3 separate regions of the Sus scrofa genome follow, and regions 1 and 3 are each linked to region 2. The links are chromatin contacts, called in public HiChIP or PLAC-seq maps. All regions are on one chromosome and are shown on one strand. The core of a region is the stretch at or near the end of the contact, and the rest is flanking DNA. Distances in the headings are between cores, read along the strand shown.

Evidence for each region. HiChIP or PLAC-seq counts read pairs in DNA pulled down with a chosen protein or histone mark.
Region 1: a contact with region 2 is called in an H3K27ac HiChIP or PLAC-seq map of skeletal muscle. The contact joins the promoter of PIGV here to the promoter of ARID1A in region 2. A contact is called at or near these places in 5 of 5 promoter capture datasets (fetal liver, fetal skeletal muscle, liver and 1 more), 30 of 47 Hi-C or Micro-C datasets (adipocytes, adipose tissue, alveolar macrophages and 15 more) and 2 of 2 datasets of contacts at active chromatin or transcription factors (alveolar macrophages and skeletal muscle).
Region 3: a contact with region 2 is called in an H3K27ac HiChIP or PLAC-seq map of skeletal muscle. The contact joins the enhancer-like site here to the promoter of ARID1A in region 2. A contact is called at or near these places in 4 of 5 promoter capture datasets (fetal liver, fetal skeletal muscle, liver and 1 more), 32 of 47 Hi-C or Micro-C datasets (alveolar macrophages, blood, brain and 15 more) and 2 of 2 datasets of contacts at active chromatin or transcription factors (alveolar macrophages and skeletal muscle).

What each region holds. Positions count from the first base shown.
Region 1 is chr6:84,128,647-84,133,159 of Sscrofa11.1, reverse strand. PIGV (GPI mannosyltransferase 2) reads right to left here and starts at 3,249. Exons shown (of 4, transcript XM_003356221.4): 1 at 3,147-3,249.
Region 2 is chr6:84,048,190-84,053,039 of Sscrofa11.1, reverse strand. ARID1A (AT-rich interactive domain-containing protein 1A) reads right to left here and starts at 3,311. Exons shown (of 20, transcript XM_021095630.1): 1 at 2,105-3,311. The coding sequence starts at 3,244.
Region 3 is chr6:83,980,308-83,985,092 of Sscrofa11.1, reverse strand. No RefSeq gene overlaps it. Among named protein-coding and RNA genes, the nearest start is that of ARID1A, 67 kb to the left of the region's middle. Within about 2 kb of position 1,937, at least 82 of the 83 cell types and tissues checked have an H3K27ac peak or open chromatin away from gene starts, as enhancers often do. A contact at or near this core is called in alveolar macrophages, brain, differentiating spermatogonia and 11 more, where this site is marked.

The sequences.
Region 1 (4,513 bases), core at 2,000-4,499, 80 kb before region 2:
GTAAATTCTTGACAGCATTCTTCATGGAAACCCCTCCTTCGGCATTATTATGGGAGACTTAACCACCCAACTGCCCAGATGAGCGGGGAGGCGTCTTGAAGGCAGAAGGGATCACACTGAATTCCTGTAGGGAAGTTACACGATAGGCATGAAGCTGGAAAGTTAAGCTCACAGAGAACCTTTAAAGCCTGTTTAGTGCCCCTATGCAGGAACTAAAGACCTGGATTCAAGACCTGGCTTTGTCACTCATGAGTTCTCATTTAGTCCTTCTGAGCCTCAGTTCTCTGGGTATAAAATGGGATCAGAATATTTTGCCTGTCTCACAAAATTGTCATGACGGCGAAATAGACTAAAGTTGTGAAAAAGTACTACTAAATCTATATTGTGGTTGCTATTATTTGGTGTGTGCCCTTTTCTTCTTGCCCAGAATAATAAACTAGGTCCCAAACCAGAGTCCCCAAAGTGGGGCATGGAACTGAACTGGAAGACCATAATGACTACACACTCTAGTTAAGCTCTCTGATGTGTGTTCAGCTGGTCTGTTAAATTAAGTGGAGAAGGAAAAGAAAACCACCACTCAGCAGGACTTCAGCCAGCTCTCATTGCTAAAACAAACTTAGAGGGACGACAAAGTTGACTACTACGGATGGAGAAAACTGTTATTTCCCATCTCTTTGTTGGAATGGCAGCAATGCATAAACAATCACAAAGCCATTCTGAGGAAAAGAATGCACTTGAAGGCTTTTTTTTTTTTTTTTAACAATTCCTTGAGCTCAAAGAGTTAGTAATGGTTCCTACAGAACCAGCTGCAAATAGAACAGAGGGCAAGAGCATCAGAGGCAGCTCATCAACTTGGGGTGAAGAATGAACCCTAAAGAAAAAAATACTTCAACTAAGAAATTAGGAGTTCCCGCTGTGGCACAGTGGGTTAAGAATCCGACTGTAGCCACTGGGGTTGCTGTGGCAGCTAGTTCAATCCCCTGCACTGCCCAGTGGGTTAAAGAATCTGGGAGTTCCTGTTGTGCTGCAGCAGAAACGAATCCAACTAGGAACCATGAGGTTGCAGGTTTGATCCCCAGCCTCACGCAGTGGGTTAAAGATCCAGCATTGCCATGAGCTGTGGTGTAGGTCACAGACGTGGCTCAGATCTGGCGTTGCTATGACTGTGGTGTAGGCCAGCAGCTGTAGCTTATTGGACCCCTAGCCTGGGAACCTCCATATGCCATGGGCGCGGGCCTAAAAAAGCCAAAAAAAAAAAAAAAAAAAAAAGAATCTGGCCCAGGAACTTCCATATGCCACATACGTGGCCTGGAAAACTTTTCTTTCCAACTGGCTAATACCTATCAAACTTTTAGGTATCACTTGTTTCTGGAATTCTTCTCTGACCCTCACTAGACTATGTGATATGCTCTCGTTACACTCTGCCTGGTCATCTTTATTGCTGTTGCTTATTTACGTTGTTTTATGAGGGCAGGGGCTTTTGTCCATTTTGCTCCTAACTATACCCTCAGGGCCTAGCATTACAAACAGGCATTCTGAGCCTGTGTTCTGACTGAGTGGAGCTGGCAAGAACTAGATACAGCTTCACCAGTTCATTGGCTCCGGATACAAAAATCACTGCTCCGAGTATTCCTCCCACCATATCTCACGTTGAGAGCAAAACGACAGAAGTCACAAAAGCCACAGGAAAATAATACAATATCTCCAGAAAAACCTGCCATGAGCAACAGTTCTCTTTCCTCAGCACAAGGGGGCGCCTGTTGCTTACTCCATCACCAGGAGGCCAGGAGGAAGGGAGGGGCTCCCAACGCCAAACGGGTTTGCTCATCAAAATTCAGTTCAAAAGCAAGCTTCTGAAATCCCCAGAGAGCAGCGGTAGTTTGTGAATCTACCCAACAGTTCCAATATCTGACTCGCTGAATCGAAAGGATTCGCGGGAACAGGCACAGCCAGCCTCACACGTCCGCTGGTTGCCTATCCTAGCGTTTATTCACTTTTTCCCTTCTTTCACTTCCCACCCACATGCAGAGGAGTTGGGAACAGAAGAGCACGTAACCCACCTCTGCCTCTTCACCAGGCTTCCATTCTTCCTTTCCTCTCTCTAGAGTCAAGCTCTAGACCCAGCGACAACAGAAGACGTGCAGCCTACCCTTAACTTACAGGTAAACCGAGTGAAAATAAAACCAGTGAGCTCCCTCTCTGCTCATTGAGGGCCTCACTTCCCAACAACCCCTCTAACGAAATCACAGATTCTGAACTGGCAGGGCACTTAGAGAGCAACCAGTTTTACCCTGTTTTCCTGTGAGATAAATATGCCCAGGGTAATAAAATCTCCAGAGTTTTTCCACCAGAGATCTCATTACACCCCATGAGGCCTGTGTAATTACAATCGCCATTTTATGGATGTGGAAACTGAGGCTCGCTGGGGTCAGGTGGCACAGCCAAAGCAATATTTAAAGAGAATGTCTTTTCTTTTCCTTTTTTTCCCTTCTGAAACCTCATAGTCTACCAGCCCTCACTCCTGCCAAAAGGGTTGCAGTCTTCCAGAAACTGGATTACAAGCCGGGTCTCCAAGCCCAGTACTTGTCTGACAGCGCAAGCTCTTGCTGTTTGTACTCAAGGCAGGGAGGGCCCAATCTGGGCCGATAGGAAAACCTGTGGAATTGGAGCCCTAGTTTCTCTGGATAAGATTAACATCCTCTGTGGGGTAGGGAGGTCGCTCTGACCCAAGGTCCTCAGGACCAGAGGTTTTGCTAGCTGCCGCGAGGCAGAGGCCATCTTTCCCAAGCCCAGCCGGGTCCGAAGCCCGTTCTCGCGTTCTCCTTTTCGGACGTAGTCCCAACCAGGGACTGGGCATCTCCTCTCCACAAAGGGGACACGGCTCAGCGGTTAACTCCCGAGGGAACCGGTGGGGCCCGGTCCGGCCTAGGGCCGGAAGGCAGGGGCGGGCTGCAGGCTGTAAAGGAAGAGGCGGCACTGGGAGGCCGCTATGGCGGAGGGGCGGGGCTCCTCGCTTCTCGCGGCCTCCGCCTCATTTCCCTCGGCCTCCGTTTGACAACTTCCCTCCCCCTGGAACTCCTAGGCTCCCAAGCTGGCGCCGGGTCCCCGGCACCCGCTGCTCTCAACCTCCCAGGCGGGGCCCGAACCTTAGCTCGTCCATCCGGGGCCCCGAGCGGTCGCGCCTGCGCACTGGCTCCGCCGATGGCGGCCCCGCCCCGCTCCTGCCGGGATTCTGAGCTGCCCCGCCCCCCTCCGCGGCGGCCATGTTGACTCCGGGCGAGTGGGGCGGGGACGAAGGATCTCGCGGTTCCGCGCCAACCCCACCCCCACCCCACCCCCGCATTGGCACCTTCCTGCCTTGGTGACACCTGAGGAATTCCAACTCCTCAAGCCCCTTCCCCCGCCTTCATTTAGCCCGTCGGGGCTGCTGGCTTAGAGTCGATGCTCTTGGCCCAGTTCCGCCCCGCAAACACCAACTGAGTTGCCCTGTGGGCCGAGGCTCTCGGAGTTGGGGGCTGCCCTGCGGCCTCTTCGCAGAAGCCCGAGCCGCACTTTCCCTGCTGTTCGGCAACAACAGGTCAGCACAGGGCCTGGAGCAATAGCTGTTCTTCTTTGAATAGAAAAAGAAGCCTTTTGGGGTTTCTGTGGCCAGCAGCGGCACCGTGCGTCCTGGTTGTGAAGAAAGTGGGGGTTCCCCCTGGCTTTCCCCTCCTCCAGCTACTAAAGACCTGTCCTGCTTCGGTCCTCAGCCCCAGCTCAGGTGACTAATGAGGATGGTGAAGGAAACTTTAGAGGACCCCCCCACACCGCCCCGGGACTCCTTCAAGCAGTTTCTCTCGTAGGAAGCGGGGCCAAAAAAGAAAAAAAAAAAAGAAGAAGCAGCTAACTCAACAAAACTGTCTGTTAGGGAGGAGCGGCCAGTTGGTGCCCCTGTAACGGAAACTGTTAGAACAACTTTGCACCCTCCTTAAAGGAAATAGATAATAAATCCTTCTCCGTTGGTGGATTTCTCATTTCTCAGGATTCCAAAGCCCTCTGTGGTTTCAGTTATCTGCCCTCCAAACGAAGCTAGGGTCTGTGTTAGCTTCTGGCCACAGCCCTGGCTGAGGGAGGGGTTTATCTTCCGCAGCAGCTAATAGGGTGGGAACAAAAGAACTGTTTGCTATCTCTCCAAGCAATGACAACTAGCCCACAGCAGTTCTGGGGGGCCAGAGACTGGATCTTTTGATTCTTTATTGCTCATTTTAGGTCCTGAGACCTAAACTTCCTCAGGTTTTGTTGCGTTTAAGGTGGATAAATCACATTTTCATCCTGGTGTGTTGGAGGAGAAGGGGTAAAATGGAGTTTAAAAGACTCTTCTCCCAGGTTTTATGGTGACATACCTTGTTCTCAAAAGCTCCAGAGGCATGTGAGTGAATCAGCAAAGCTGTGGGGCACACTGCTGACTGGGGCCTAAGGTTGTGGCTTGAATCTCTAGAAGTCTATGAGGCTCCAAGCAGCACTCTGTTTGCAG
Region 2 (4,850 bases), core at 2,062-4,561:
ACACTAAATCCAATTTAAAAATCCCCTATTTCTTGCCCAGATGTAGAACATTATGAAAGACATGGAGTCAGGGCACAGAGCTCTAAACCTGCCATCTGACACAACTATTTTCAAAATTCCCAGCTCAACGAAAGAGTAGAAAACCAGTTCTAGGATGGGAAGGGAATACATCTAATTAGGCCGTACAAGTGAAAAAAACATCTCATAGCACAAAGTACAACTTGGTACTGCTGGGGGGTGGGTGGGGTGGAGGGCAGACATAAGGGAGCTTTTCCCCGCCTCTTTGAAAAGATAGACAACTCCACAGAATATCAAATATGCCTGACCAAAGCCTTGAAGACAGAACATGATGAAGAGGTTAGAAGCACGGAATAAAAGAGAATGCATAAAAATGTACCTAAAAGTTGTAGTGTCTAAGCAAATCTTAAATATCACTGTAGATCATATCTTTATCTTCTTGGAAGATACAAATAAATGGAACTTAAAATGCAGAGAAGAAAATTGGTCAACCTCTATTTCAAAACTCTAAAACGACCGATGACAAAACAGAAAACTAGTCTTTTTGATATTCCAGGAACAAATGATAAATCTCACCAAACCAAGCCTTTAGGAGATAGTCCCTCTTCTCAAGACCATCTTCATCAAGGAAAGATGTCAGCTTCCCTTTAAATTGAGCTGCTCTCCCAAAGTTCAATTAACAAAAGAAAGTGTTAACAAGATTCAACACGTAAACAAAGAACGAGGCCAGCCTCCCTTAAAACAGAACACTTGAATATGAAATTCTCTCAGAAAGCTTCCAGTTCTCAGAAAGTTTTCTCCTACCCCCTCGGATAAAGATCCCACATTTGCCACTCAATAAGAAGCTCAGTAAAATAATTTCAATTCTGCAAAGCGAACAGGGTCAAAATTACTCAAGACAAACACATCTTCAGAGCCATCAAAGAAGTCATTTATACCATCAGGAAAGTCACAAAACCAAAACAAACAGCAAACCCATTGTAGAGAAAAACTCAGCTAGTGTTCTGACAACACAGAATCTATTTCAGGCTGCATAAAACATAACAAGCAAAATAAATCCAAGGTACAAGCAAAATGCCACTGCCTCCTCTTTTGTTTCAGGCACAATGTAACAAGGGCAGCCTGTCTGGGGCTCTGCTCCTGCTGATACAGTATTGCTGCTTAAACCTCCCTCCTCAAGGTCACAGCCAATTTCAGCTCTGGAATAAAAAGCAGATAGTGGCAGCGATGGTTTGGGTTATCACTGGCAGAAAAGCAGAGTGTAAAAGTTTATGAGCTCATCAGGATTGTTGTACCATTACATCAGAGGCAATTATAAATGGCCAAGAGCAGGAGATGGGGAGCCAATCAGATCACAGATAGGATGTCAACCTAAGACCAACTGTCTCCTGGCTTTGACAGAAGGATTTTACCTCCATAATTCAAATCCCAAACCAAAGCAATCTGCACTTACTACTCCAATCACTCAGCTGTTTACCAGCACTTCCAGGGAGAAGCCCAGGCCACTGGGCGGACAGAGACTAAGACAGGAGACGGCCCGGGCTGCCCTGGGTGAACCGCAGCCGGCCTCTAGCTGCCCCCAAGCAGGCCCCTGCCCAACCTCGAGGTCCCCCGAGCCCGAGGGGCCCCTCCTCGAAAGCACACTTAGGGGACGGCCCAGAGGAAGGTGGGGGGGGCGGGCAGAGAAGAGCAGCAGGTGAGCAAGAAACTGTTCACCCAACTCCCGAGCTCCTAGCACTGCCTACACCCTATCCTGACCCCCCAACACCCCCTCACCTCGGGCTGGGCCCTTTCCTGCACACTCTGCCCCGCACCCCCTTGAAGACCCCCGGAGCTGGAAGGGACCAGGGTAGAGGGAGAAGGGAAGCAGACACTTCTGGGAAAGCCCCACACAAAGGCTGAAGGGAGGGAAAGAGAGGAAGGCAGACAGGCAGCCATTTTAAGAGAGAAGAGCCAGACAATGGCAGCTCCCCAGCAGTGGGGGCCTCGGACTGGGGGTAACCCACGGCTCGGGCCTGCTCCCCGCAGCTGCCACCCACTCCCAGGACCCCGTTCGCCCCAGCCCCCTCCCCTCTCAGCCATGTACCTGCGGGGTCCGGGCGAGCGGCTGCCCCCCGCCGCCGCTGCTCCCAGGGCTCATGGGCGCGTGGTGGCTCCTTTGTTGGGCCCCTCCCGAGGCGGCCGCCACAGCCGCGGCAGCAGCAGCAGCCCCCCAGCACTGCGAGGCCATGTCCGCCGGGCCCTTGCCCGCGCCTCCGTCCTGGGGCCCGCCGCCGTAGTCGCCCCCAGGGTAGCCCTGGTAGCCCCGGGCCGAGCTGGGCGACGTGAGCAGTTGGTTGAGGGTGGGGGTGGCGGTGGGTTGGGGGGTTCCCCCTCCGGCCGCTGAGGGGCCGCCTCCCCCCATGGCCCCGAAGCGCTGCTGAGCGAAGGACGAAGACGACGAGGAGGCGGAGGCGCTGGAGGAGGGAGGCGGCTTGGAGCCGGCGGCCGCCGCCGCGCCGGAGCCCGGAGTGCCACCTCTCGGGGAGCTCAGCGCGTAGGCCTGGGGGGGCGGGGGGTAGGCGCTGCGGTTGGGGTAGTAGGAGTTGTACTGGTGGTTGGGGAAGCCGTGGTCGTGCGAGTTCTGCTGGGGCCCCGCGTAGGGCTCCAGGCCCCCGCCGCCGCCGCTCTGCAGCGCTGCCAGGCCAGGGCTTTGTTGTCCGCCATGTTGTTGGTGGAAGACGGCGGCCGCCGCGGCGGCGACGGCAGACGGGCTCCGGCCGTAGGGTTGCCCGAAGCCGTAGGCTGGGGGCGGCAAGGCGGCCGCCGCTGAGTGAGGAGGCGCCCCCACCCCATCGCTGCTGCCGCCACCGCCGCCGCCGGGCGGCTCCGTGAGGTTATTGTTCAGGGCGGGCCTAGGGCCCGCGTTCCCGTTCGAGTTCTTCAGGTCCGGCTCCGCACCGGGCCCGCCGCCGCCACCGCCGGCTCCGCCGCCGCCGCCGCCGCCACCCCCATTGCTCTCGGCCCCGTCCTGCAGCTCCTTTCCCAGTGGCTGCGGCGGCCCCACGGCGGGGCCCTCGCTTTCCTGCCCGGCGGCTGCCTTCATTTCCCCGCGCTCGGCCGCTGCCGCCGCCGCCTCGCCCCCCGCCTCCTCCCGCTGCTGCTGCTCCGCTTTCTTCAGCTCCGAGGGCGGCGGCGGCGGGTTGCCCAGGTTGCTGGCGGCGGCGGGGGCGACCTGCGCGGCCATGATCCCCGCTGTCTCGTCCGCGGAGAGACCCGGCCCTGTCTTCGTCTTCTCCCCCCTCCCACCCCGCCCCGGGGCCGAGTCCCCCGGGCTGCCCTCCCCACCCGCCCGGGCGGGCCTCGCGGGGCTCCGCTGCTGCGCTGCGCTCGCTCGCTCGCTCCTCTCCCCCCCGCCCCGCCGGCTCAGGCTCCGGGCTGGCGGCGGCGGAGGAGGAGGAGGCGGCGGCGGCGGCGGCCGAGGCGCCGGCGGCTCAGCTGCTCCCGGCTCTGTAGGCTCGGGACCCGGCTCTCCCGGCTCATTCCCCCCAAGCCCTTGCCTGGGAATGAGGGGGGCGGTGGAGGCTCCGCTCCCCAGGGCCTGGCCCCGCTGTGACTCTCCGCTTTCTGCTGCCGGAGAAAGGAGGAGGGAGGGAGGGGAGGGAGGGAGGCGAGGGGGAGGGGGGCGGGGAGGGAGGGAGCGGGGGGAGGGGGACCCGGGACGGGCGGGCTTGAGGGCGCGCGGCAGCAGCCCCGGCGCCGGGAGGCAGAGTCGGAGCGTGGGCCGGGCCGGGCGTCCTGCCTCCCCTCCCCGGCCTCGGCGCGGGCTGAGGCTGCTGCGCGGCAGCGGGCGAGCGAGCGGGCGGGCGGCCGGAGTGAGCGGCTAGAGCGCCCCACTCTCCTCCGAGTCCCCCTCACTCCGACACGAGGCTCAGCACTGCCATTTTACCCAGCGCCGTCGCGGCCTCCTGGCAAACCCGGAACGGAGCGCGGAGCGGGCGCAGGCCGTGGAACGGACTCGCTCCCTTCCCCTTACAAAGGAGGAGGGGAGAGAACCAGCCGCGGCGACGGCAGGCCCTCTGCCGCTTTCGCTCGGCAGCGCCGCCGCCGAAGCTTCGGGGAAAACCCGGCCCGGAGCTCACGCCTCTCCGGAGCCTGTGTCGCCTCCCTCCCGGCGTTCCTCCTTCTCCGGGTCGGTCCCTTCCAGGCCGCGCGGAGGTGAGCGGGCAGTGTGAACTTTACTCGCGGCTGCAAAATTGGCCTGAGCCCGAGACCGCGGCCGCCTCGGCCCGGGCCTGACCCCCTGGCAGCCAGCCTGGTCTCTTGGCTGCTACTTAGCACCTCTACAGCACTTTGCTTCTTCAAAGCCTTTTGCAAACCCGCTCCAAAGACCCAGCTGAGCCTTACATTTTTATCCCCTTTGCAACCTGCATGAAATGACAGATCACTGTTTCAGACGTTCAGTTTTCCCACTCCTCTGCCCTCATTAGCTGGTCCTCACAAGGCCCTGGGGGCATGAGGTCCATTATCCCCATTTTACAGAATCTTAAGACTTCTTGAGACTGCCCTGTGAAAGGGCAGAGGAGGGTGGCTTTAAAACGTAGCAGAGTCCCCAAAGCTGCCTGTTTACTTAACATTAAAAAGGAAAAAAGCAGTTAAGCTGTGCCATATCCAACAATGAGATCAGAATATCAGAATGGGTTTGAGATCAAAGCTGAGCATCTTAACACTGACTTAAAATGGTCACCACTGAAGCTACTTTGGGGATACATGACAGCATTTTAGCAGAACACAAGCTCCACAAAGGGGGACTTGAGCCCTAGTCTCCAAAGACAAGTACTTGTAAGACTGTA
Region 3 (4,785 bases), core at 688-3,187, 67 kb after region 2:
ATGGGTTTGATCCCTGACCCAGGAACTTCCACATGCTGTGGGCTTGGCCAAAAAAACAAAAACAAGAAAACCCTCCAAAAAACCCTAAGAACAAACAAAAAATAAAGAAAACAAAATGGCAAAACGGAATCATATTTACAATGCTTAGAATGAGACTCTCAACATTCGAATCTGGGAGTTCCCATCATGGCGCAGCAGAAACGAATCTGACTAGGAACCATGAGGTTGTGGGTTCTATCCCTGGCCTTGCTCAAAGGGTTAAGGATCTGGGATTGCTCTGAGCTGTGATGTAGGTCACAGATGCAGTTCGGATCCGGTGTAGCTCCAGAGCAGGAGTAGCTCTGATTAGACCCCCTAGTCTGGGAAACTTCATATGGTGTGGGTGTGGCCCTAAAAAGCAAAAAAAAAAAAAAAAAAAAAATTGAATCTGAAAATAATGAACCGTCAGATATACATAAAATTACACAAGTCCCCTGTTTCCTTTAATTCCCACTTACAGTTTTAAAGTTTGTGATACACAAAAAGTTTACAAGGACAGTGCCCCAAGATTCTCTATGATATTGAAGAAAAAAAAAAAAAGAGTTCCCTTCATGGCTCAGCAGTTAATGAACTGGACTAGAATCCATTAGAATGTGGGTTCCATCCCTGCCTCACTCAGTGGGTTAGGGATCTGGCATTGCCATGAGCTGTGGTGGTAGCTCGAATCCTGCATTGCTGTGGGGTAGGCCAGCGGCTGTAGCTCTGATTTGAACCCTGACCTGGGAAATTACATATACAGTGGTTGTGGCCCTAAAAAAATAAAATATATATATATATTCTGCTATATTTTACAAGCCTCTCACCAACTGGAGATAACTTTAATCCAGAGCTGAAGCTCAGGGCAGAGATGATTTTGGGGACTGAGGTGTGGAATTCAGGAATAAGTAACCAACCGCTTTAACAAAAAAGTTATCATTTAAAATAAAATGGTAAATTTTTTGTCATTTTTACTTGAGGGGACAAATTGTCAAAATGTTTTCAAAACCAAAAGAATGACAGCTCTCAGATGGGAGGAGGAATAAGAGAATTACCTAATCTAAGAGAAAACATTACACGTTGTGTTAAAAAAACTTTGCATTGAACAAATAAATGCATCACCTCTAAAAGCTCCTTGTGCCTGCTAAGATCTGGACTTGGCCCTTCTTCTAATTTAGTAATTGCTACACAGTTGATTTGGGATAAACTGTTTCTATGGCGTTTGCCAACTGGGCTGGGGTGGTCTCCGGAAGGATTGAAGGTCCCAAAAGAAAGACGAGGGAACTGGCTTTCCTACGTGGTTTAAATTGTAGGATGTCGAGAGTTACTCCTTGCAGTGTCGGTTACGGTGCCTGATTTTGGGAACAACTCGATGGGCCTTTAGAGTCCAGCCTGTCCGCGCTCTAGACCTCAACTTTCCCCTCTGTAAAATGGAGCAGGCGATCGCTACCGTAGAGAGGAAGAGTACAGGAATTACTACCCGCAGCCCCAATGTGAAAGCAGCCATCCAGTTAGGACAGGGAGGAGGCGGCGCCGAGAGGAGCGAGAACAGGGCAGTTTGCAGGAAGTGCTTCAGGGTAGGGAGGGGAGACAGAAGGCGGAGGCGGGAATGTGAAAGCCGAGCCCTAGCTGCGGAGTTAGTACCAGAGCTCAGGGGAGGCGGGGCAAAGCTGGGGTGAAGGGGTTAGTCAGTGGATGGGCAAGACAAGCCACCTCCCCCGGAGAGAGGGCTGGGTGCGGGGGAGACTCTGAGGTGGCGGCTGAGGAACGTGGGGGGAGGGGGGAAGCGAATGCGCTCAGGAAAGGGGCGGGAAGCGCGCGCCCACCGCACGCATGCGCGCGCCCAACTCCTCCAGGTCGCGGGCCTGGGCTTCTGAGCGCGCGCCTAGCGCCGACGGTGCGGACGTTACAGGAGGTGGAGCCACGGGGCCCCTCCCCGCCGGGACCTGGCAGTCTTGCTGCGCGTCTCTCGAGGAGGCGGGTTACCACTTGTTTCTTCAGTGGGGATTTAGGAGGCAGGGAGAGGGAACTCGTTTCCCTCCTTTGCTCTTTTCGTTCCCCTCCCCCACGAAGAATGGGGCGGGAGGTCCTGGGCGTGTCAGGGAGAGTCCGCTCCGGGTTTTCCCGCCCACTTTAACTCTGTGAGCGCTTCGACCGCGCGGCGTTTCACTCCACCCGGCGCGTCCGAGCCCTCCGCCGGAACTCGTTCCGCCTCCCCCTCCCACATCTTTCTCCAAGAATGGAAAGTGGGAGCTCGGACCTCTTTCCCTGAGCTCCTCAGACTAAGCAGACATTCGCTCTCTTTTCGGAGTTCCAACTCCGACAGTCCCTGGCAGCTAGAATTCTCAAATCACGTCGCTCTGAGGGACTACTTGACGTCTCCGTGCGCCCGGTAGTGCGGCCACGCTCTGAGCTCTTCCTGGAAACTCCCGCCTCGGGGAGCCAGGAGAGCCCGGCCGGGGGAGGGGAACGGAGGGGGCGCACACGCCCCCTGTCCCGGGGGAGGCTCCGCGCCCCCGCCCTCCTCCCGGCGGGGAGGGGAGGGAAGGCGCGAGAGGGGGAGGGGAGGGTACGGAAACGAGGAGGGGGGTGGCTTCCCGCCCCACCCCCACCCCCACCCCCACCCCCCGCCTGGAGAACAACGGGTTCCCGCTGCTGCCCCCTGCTGCCCATAGCGCCCCGCACCCCACGGTCCTGCCCGGCCCCGAGAGGGGCGTGGGGGGCGCCGCAGCCGCCCTGGCCGTGGGAACCAGAGCCGAGGCTTATAAGAACTGACTGGTTTCCTGTCAGAAAACTTCGTTAGAGAAGCCCGTTGGGCCAATTTGGTCCCAGGCAGAGTTGGCCACATTTCCCTACAGCTCGGTGACCTCCCTTCTACTTTAAAACAACGGTGAATAATCTTGAGGGAAGCAATCGGTTGATAAAACCAAGAGCTACACCACGTTGTACCGCTCTGACTCAAAGGAAATTAAACAAAATACTGATTGTGGGGAATTTTTAAAGGGCTACCAAGAGGAGGAACTCGGGTTTTTCAAGTGAAAGCTTTTTTTTTTCTCTCTCTGTATGTACACAAAGATGTAAGTCGTGAGTTTTTTACAGCAGTACATCTGCTTGTAAGCGTACTTGAGTTTGTGGTTTAAAAAAACCTTCGTGAACTTTTTAAAAGACGTTTGTTTCTGAATCCAACAGGAAAAAAACCAATTCGAAAAAGCCTGAAAAAGTTCAATTAGAATAGCAGCCACATTTCAACATTTCCCAGATTTTGCAATATTAAACTGTGAGGGTTTGTGCCAAATTTTAAGGCAAGAATTCTTACTGCCAAATTACAAATTTCTCAAAATGAGGGGTGTTCAACCAAATTGCTGCCAGACCCCATAAACAGGCACTAACAGCACTGCTATAATTACACCTTATTATCTCCCTCGCAGCCTTACTTGATTCCCTGCCGGATAAAATCCTCATCCCGGGTGTCACTAGCTGGCCTTTTTCTGGGGCTGAACAATCACACACTTCCCATGCCTCAGTTCCTTCAACGCCTCTTAAGCTGTATAACTGATCTCCTTCAATTCCATTCTTCACAGTCCATCTCTCCCCAAAATGCAACCCAATCAGGTTATTTTCACCCCAGCTTCCCTAGAGACTAAGAAATGAAGATGAAAACAAATTTATCAGAATTACAAGAAAAATTTCTTTGAAGAAAAGGATTTAGGCCAAGAAACCAAATTTGTTGTTTAACTCAAGTGCCCTACAGGGATTTAGCATAGTGGGTTGAATGTAGTTAAACCAGCTTAATCACCTTCTTTGTTCTGGGCACTTTGCATTTATTTAATGTTGTATTTTAACACGATTTGACACAACCTAAACTAATTTCCCCTATTAGTAGATGCTACACTGTAGACCATACAACATAACCAGACATAAGTTTCTGTATGGAACCTTTGACTTTGGATAGAATTCTATACTAAACTGCTATATGACCAAGACTAAACAAGTGGGGGTTTTAGGGGGGGAGGGGTGGAAAGGAAGTCATGTTTTCATTTTTTTTTAATCCAGAGATTTAAAAAACACAAAAGATTGGCCATTGTACTCTAATTAATTCTTTTGGTGAGATCTATAGCTCTACAACCCTTATGAAGAGCCACATTTACTCATTTTTGTCTGAAAGTGGGTTTGTTTCAACCGGGGAAAAAAGGAAGAGAGCATGCTGGATCTCATGCCCCATAGATTCTAACTCTTCTACCCTTTACTCTTCCTCTTAAATAACAATTCTATCCCGCTTCTCACCAGCCCCAGATTGAGGGGCATTCATTCACAAATGACTCTTGAGCTTCCTTCTGAGTGTCTGCTTCCTTATAAAGCCAAAAACCTCAATACTAAGGCTCAGTGAATTAAGGCTTGTAAAGATGCAGGCCAAAAACCTAAATGCCTGGGAGAAATAATCTCTTTTCTGTTCTACCTTTACATTTTTTTCCAACTGTGCAAGAATAATATCTGTCTTTTACTATGTGTGAGAGAGGCACTGTCCTAAGCTCTTTTATGAATGAACTCCTCACAACAGGCGTAAGAAGTGGGTACAATTGTTGCTGCTATTTTACAGATAAGGAAATTGAGTCATAGAGGTTAATTGGCACAAGATCACCCAGGATGGAACTTAGAGAGCTAGGATTTAAACTCAGGCTGTTTCTATTGTGCTTCTCATCATCCAAGCTGGTTATCTGTTTAACTGTCCATTGATTGAAGAGTCACCATTAATTCACCATCTTTTTTTTT